2 separate regions of the Sorghum bicolor genome follow, and region 2 is linked to region 1. The links are chromatin contacts, called in public HiCAR-type maps. All regions are on one chromosome and are shown on one strand. The core of a region is the stretch at or near the end of the contact, and the rest is flanking DNA. Distances in the headings are between cores, read along the strand shown. Region 1 holds the start of LOC8072241 (protein transport protein SEC31 homolog B). Region 2 holds the start of LOC110432869.

What was found. HiCAR-type assays count read pairs that join an accessible place to other places.
Region 2: a contact with region 1 is called in a HiCAR-type map of leaf, with 2.5 times the contacts expected there. The contact joins the promoter of LOC110432869 here to the promoter of LOC8072241 in region 1. A contact is called at or near these places in 1 of 4 Hi-C or Micro-C datasets (leaf) and 1 of 1 datasets of contacts at active chromatin or transcription factors (leaf).

What each region holds. Positions count from the first base shown.
Region 1 is chr2:75,192,246-75,195,071 of Sorghum_bicolor_NCBIv3, forward strand. It overlaps LOC8072241 (protein transport protein SEC31 homolog B), which reads left to right and starts at 1,420. Exons shown (of 22, transcript XM_021454756.1): 1 at 1,420-1,910; 2 at 1,988-2,045; 3 at 2,141-2,263. The coding sequence starts at 1,591.
Region 2 is chr2:75,246,023-75,248,848 of Sorghum_bicolor_NCBIv3, forward strand. It overlaps LOC110432869, which reads left to right and starts at 1,464. Exons shown (of 2, transcript XM_021453880.1): 1 at 1,464-2,370; 2 at 2,466-2,826. The coding sequence starts at 1,707. The coding sequence ends at 2,611. It overlaps LOC110432868 (thioredoxin reductase NTRC), which reads left to right. Exons shown (of 10, transcript XM_021453879.1): 10 at 815-1,153. The coding sequence ends at 875.

The DNA.
Region 1 (2,826 bases), core at 170-2,669:
TTGTGACACATGGCATCAACAGTGGCGGTGCCATTAGATATGGCCTCAGATGACATGGACAGATGTGGAGCTAGGATTTTATCTAGAGATGTGGATTGTAATATTTTAGCTTTTAATTTATGTTAGCTTTTTCCGCATAAGGCCGATCCGACAAAACTTGAGATCAATGATGTTTGCATTTTAGCTCTGGCGCCCTAGTGCCATGATTAGGTGTCTCTATAGTTGCATCATCGATGAATAAATAGATGACAATTCGAGTCAATTTGGTTCCTTTGCTTGCCTTGCCTCACCTTGCCAGTCCGAGATAGATTTACCTTGCCAGGGTCAAAGAGCCAAGTTGGCTACCTACGTACGGTAGCAAAACAAGAAAATGCGCCAGAGATCTAAACACTTAACTACATTTGATTTCCTTGCTTTTGGCAATGTCTGGCTAAATATCCAAACATGCTCGAAATCAACTACACTTTGAGTGTCAAATATATGCTAGCATGTTACTTATATGGACAACAACAAATCTATAAAGAGAGGGTTGATTGCCCATCGGTAGTGGCATGCCATAGTACATGTACATAGCACAATGGTTCTATAAAAACTGAACTAAGACTTCATGCTAATCTTGTAAACGTGTTTGATGAGGCATTGGTTACAACATACATCAGCCCAACTTTTTATTTTTTCTCACTTTGAGCCCATATTTCATTAAGAGAAAAAAGAGGTAAAACGTTACACGGCGGGACAAAAACAAAGATGAGACACCATCATGGAGTCTAAAGTTTCCTATTACAAAGGTGACAAATTTTGTGATCAAACAATACAAACAACTGACAAAGTCTTGTAGCCGGCCTCCACCCACAATTATGAAGGTGAGACACCACGAAAGAAGTACCAATTTATCTAAGTATAAAGTATAAAAACGCACTCCTTCATCCCAGGAGAGATGCAATTATGTAATAGTGCTAAGTCAAATGATTTTGAAATTTGACCAAAGTTATATAAAATGATACTAATCACTAAATCATTATACTAGATAAGTATTAGTAAATACGTTGCGAAATATATTTCCATGTATATTTTCTGAAGCGATATACTTTTTTCTATAAACATAGTTAAACTTAAAAGTGTTTGACTTTCAGCAAATCTATATTTTTTCTAGGATGAAGGTAGTAAATTGGAATAACAATTTATATCTGGATTCTAGATTAAGACACTTAGAAACTGGATTAATCTGTCTTTTTGTTTGAAGTTATATCACACATCCGCTATTGCATGTTCAAATCTAACGGTTCAGACTAATCCCATTCGAGTAAACAACGGCCTTGATCTCTCGTAATGACGCGGCCGAAGGCTTCCAAATCACGCGTGCCAGCACGCTGGCACGCAGCAGGGTAAGCGCAAACCCCCGCTTTAACCCGATCAGATCCGCAGCGATTCAGCCAAGTCCCCAACCCCTCTCCCGCCGCATCACCACCACCTCTCTTCTCTGCCCTCCCTCGATCTCCAGATCGCCCTTCCAATTCATCCGTGCAGCGCCCCTGCCCTGGGCGAGCTAGAGAGAGCGCGCGCGCCCAGATCTGCGCGGTCTCGCCGGCGATGGCGTGCATCAAGAGCGCGCAGCGGGCGGCGCTGACGGCGCTGGCGCCGGACGCGCCGTACCTCGCCGCGGGCACCATGACCGGCGCCGTCGACCTGAGCTTCTCCAACTCTGCCAACATCGAGATCTTCCGCCTCGACTTCCAGTCGGACTCCCCGGACCTGCCGCTCCTCGCCTCGGCGCCCGCCCCGGACCGCTTCAACCGCCTCTCCTGGTCGCGCCCGGGCGCCGTCGAGGGCGACTCCTTCGCCCTCGGACTCCTCGCCGGTGGCCTCAGCGATGGCTCCGTCGCCGTGTGGAACCCGCTGAGCATGATCAGGTCCGGATCCGCCTCCCTCGCCCCGCTTCGCACTTGAGATCTGCTCCCGTTCTGACTGAATTGCGCCGCTGTTTCAGCTCCGAGGGGAAAGCGGAGGACGCCATGGTCGCGCGTCTGGAGAAGCACACCGGGCCGGTGAGTGGCGCGGGGTTGGCTAGTTAGTTTTACGCGCCTGGCGTTCTGACGGGGTTGGTGTCGTGTGCTGATTGCGTCTGTGTTCGGTCTGCCAGGTTTGTGGACTGGAGTTCAGTGAGCTCACGCCGAATCGGCTCGCTTCTGGGGCTGAGCAGGGGGAGCTTTGCATCTGGGATCTCAAGAACCCTATTGAGCCAATTGTGTACCCACCACTCAAGGTACTTGCAGTTCTGTACAGAGAGCTTATTGTCATACAAGAGGATTAAAGGATTTGCTTGATTGGTTAACGGTTATTCATGAGATGCATGGTTTCTACTATTCACGGCCTGTAATGATTCAGTGCTGCTTTTCATTCCATGGTAAACATGCTGTCATCTTGTGTGCCTACGATGACCCTAGCATGTTTTTTGCCATTCCAGAGGGTCATGTTTTGAGTGTAGTGCATTCTCATTTTTAATTTTCATTCAGTATGAGCAGAACTGGCTACACTATTTGATGCAGGGATGAAACTGAGGGACTTTAGATGTTTGTGTAAGATTATAGTCGTCCTTTATGATCTGGATGTTTGTGCCTGTGCTACACTAGTCCGTTGAATGCAAACCAAGTTTTTCCCCTGTAGAATCCTTTATGTTATCTTGCTGCGTTTCCATGCTTGTTCTTTCATATGATCGATGTGAGCTGCTGTTAATGAAAAAAATAAAGTTGAGGTTTAGGGCACGTGACATAGTTGTAAAGCAGGATGTATTTGGATATTTCAGTTATGTTACTACGTTCTGGCTAC
Region 2 (2,826 bases), core at 214-2,713, 54 kb after region 1:
GAAAACACAAGGTCATTTCTAGATCAACGTAAAGCCCATCCTACACTTATGATCCACCACAACATATTGTTCCTACTCCCTCCAGCAGTCCGTAAACAATTCTCTTGAAAGGTCTTGATCGAAGTTGTAGATTTAGACCAACCCAGATTATGTCTCACCCAGCACCATGTACCATTCCTATAGGGCATTGGAACAACATACAATCCACTGTTTCTTCCTTGCCAAAGTATTTGGAGACCTTAGATCCATCCCAATTCCTCTTCCTGAGCTGTTGTGTGGTTTGGATTCTGTCATGCCAGGCCATCCACAAAAAAAATCTGAACTTTTAAAGGTACCTTTGGCTTTCAGATCTCCATCATCCTCACATCAAACACCCCACTGAAGGTTATATATCTGTACATGCTTCTAATTGTAAACATTCCAGAGTTCTCTGACTTCTAGACTACTCCTACCTTATCATCTTCATCGTTCAGATTAATACCAGATAGCTGAAATGAACTTGCAAACCGAAGGCACATCTTGGCTAAATATTGGACTAGTTGGTGTATGTGTATTTTATCGTTCTTGGCCAAACCTTGTTGGTAGACCCAATAAATAGGGACTAGGGAGCACGCATTTTTTTTTTAAAAAAAAATGTTGTCTGATGAAGTTCTCGAACAAAATTTTGTTAACCACAGGCATGCAATTGAACTCTTAAATCCGTCTTCTTTGAACTTTGATGCTTGCCAGTGACAACGAACTCATGGCGCGAGTTCTGTATTATGATGTCTTAGGTACGCCTTTATCTTATCTTTTGTTATCTTGGAACATGCAGGACTGTATCTGGTGTGAAAAGGAAGAAAGAATATCGGGAGTTTATCGAGGAGAACAAATGAGTTGAGCACGCAGTACACGCCCACAACAGGTTTTTGAAGTGCAGTGGTTCTTTTGCGCTATTTTGACGCCACCCCCGGTGGCCAATTTTTGATCAAATTTTAAGATGAGCCTGCCAAAGGAAACTTATCCGATCTCTCATATTGGATTATACAGCTCAAAATATATTCTTTGCTGTGTACAACATACATGAGTTGACCCCCCAGCTGATGAAATGATCATTGTCTCGATACTGTCACTGTGCAAACTAATTCCACGGATTATCATCCATTAATCTTCACATGCTTGTGTACGTGTGGGAGGCACTCTGCTCACTGTAGAATTTACCACTCACCAGCGCAGCGCTCCATCCAACACCAACGTCTCCTGGTGCCCATGGCGACCCTTCTCCGTCCCCGGCGGTCTCGTCACCTGCGCTGCCGGCCCGCCGCCGCGGGGAAACCCTTGGCCGCTTCCAGAAACCTCCCGGGCTCCACGGCTCCACCTGTCGTCCGAGACGAGTCAGCACACCACGCGTCAGGCCACAGCCGACACGGAAACAAAACCAGCGCACGGATATAGGCGAGGCGACCCGCCTCCCCCAGACAGATCCTTCGCCACCCAAATCCGGCGAACCGCCCGCTCCGCCGCGCCAGCCAATCCCCACCTCAAATAACCCCCGGCGCCCGCGGCCCCGGCCCCACCCGCCCGCCGAGGGGAAATAACAAGCAAGCCCCCGCACATCAACGAGAACGCCACCGCCGCACGAAGCGAGGAGCCGAAGCCAGCCGGGAGAGAAAACGGGCGGGATCCCCACCGCCTCGCGCGCCGCGGCGGCCGACGCCGCCGCGGCAATGGAGGTCACCTCCTCCTCCTCCTCTCCTTCCGCGCCGCCGCCGGGATCCTCGAAGCCGGCGCTCCGGCTCAACCCCGCGGCGGTCCTCCTCCGCCGCCTGCCGACCCCGACCCCGACCACGGCGACGCCCGTCACCGCGTCAGAGCCCCCTGCGCGGCCCGGCGGCGCGTCCAACCCGCTCGCCGCCTTCCTCTCCTCCCTCATCCCTTTCTGGCGCGAGCGGCGGTGGGGACCGCCGAAACAGCCGGCCCACCCCGCTGCCTCCTCCGCTGCGGCGCGGAGGGCGGCCGAGCAGGAGGCGGAGGCGGAGGCGCGACAGCTGGTGGGGTGTGCGGTGCCGCTGTTCCGGCCGTACGTGGCGCAGCTGCCGTGGCACGGCGGCACGCGGGCGTGGCTGTCGAAGCTGTTCCCGCGCTACGGCCACTACTGCGGACCCAACTGGTCCAGCGGCAAGGAGGCCGGCTCCGTGCTCTGGGACCGCCGCCCCGTCGACCACCTCGACTTCTGCTGCTACTGCCACGACATGGCCTACGACACCCACGACCAGGCCCAGCTCCTCCGCGCTGACCTGGCCTTCCTCCGCTGCCTCGAGGGCAGCCGCCGCACGCCCGCGCGCGACGGCATCGCCGCCGCAGTCATCTACCGCGCCATGTGCATCTTCGGTGAGCCCAATTCTCCGTTGCCAATCCTCGCGCCGTAGCCTGAAACCTAGTATGTCGATTGAGTGATTGGTGGGGCGATGCGTGCGTGCTTTCAGGACTGAAGACGATCCTGATCCCGTACCGGACGAACCTCGTGCGGCTGCAGACGGGGCCGAACTACGCTGATTTCTTCGCCGATTTTGTGAAGAGGGTCGCGTCGTCGTCGGGCAGGCCGACCGGCGGTGAGAAGCAGAGGCTGTGAGCAAATTTGCTCGCCTGGTCCTACATGTAAGGTGGTAGATCGAGCCGTAGTAATTTGTCTATATATAAGGTAGCTGAGTTTTTTTTTTTAATCCACAATATGGCAAGGCAAACTGTGTCTATTTGATTTGTAGCAAATGATGAGAAACTTGATGTTTCTACTGTGAATATAGCGCAAATGCGATGCCCTTGGTTGAAATTGAAAAGATCAGGGCA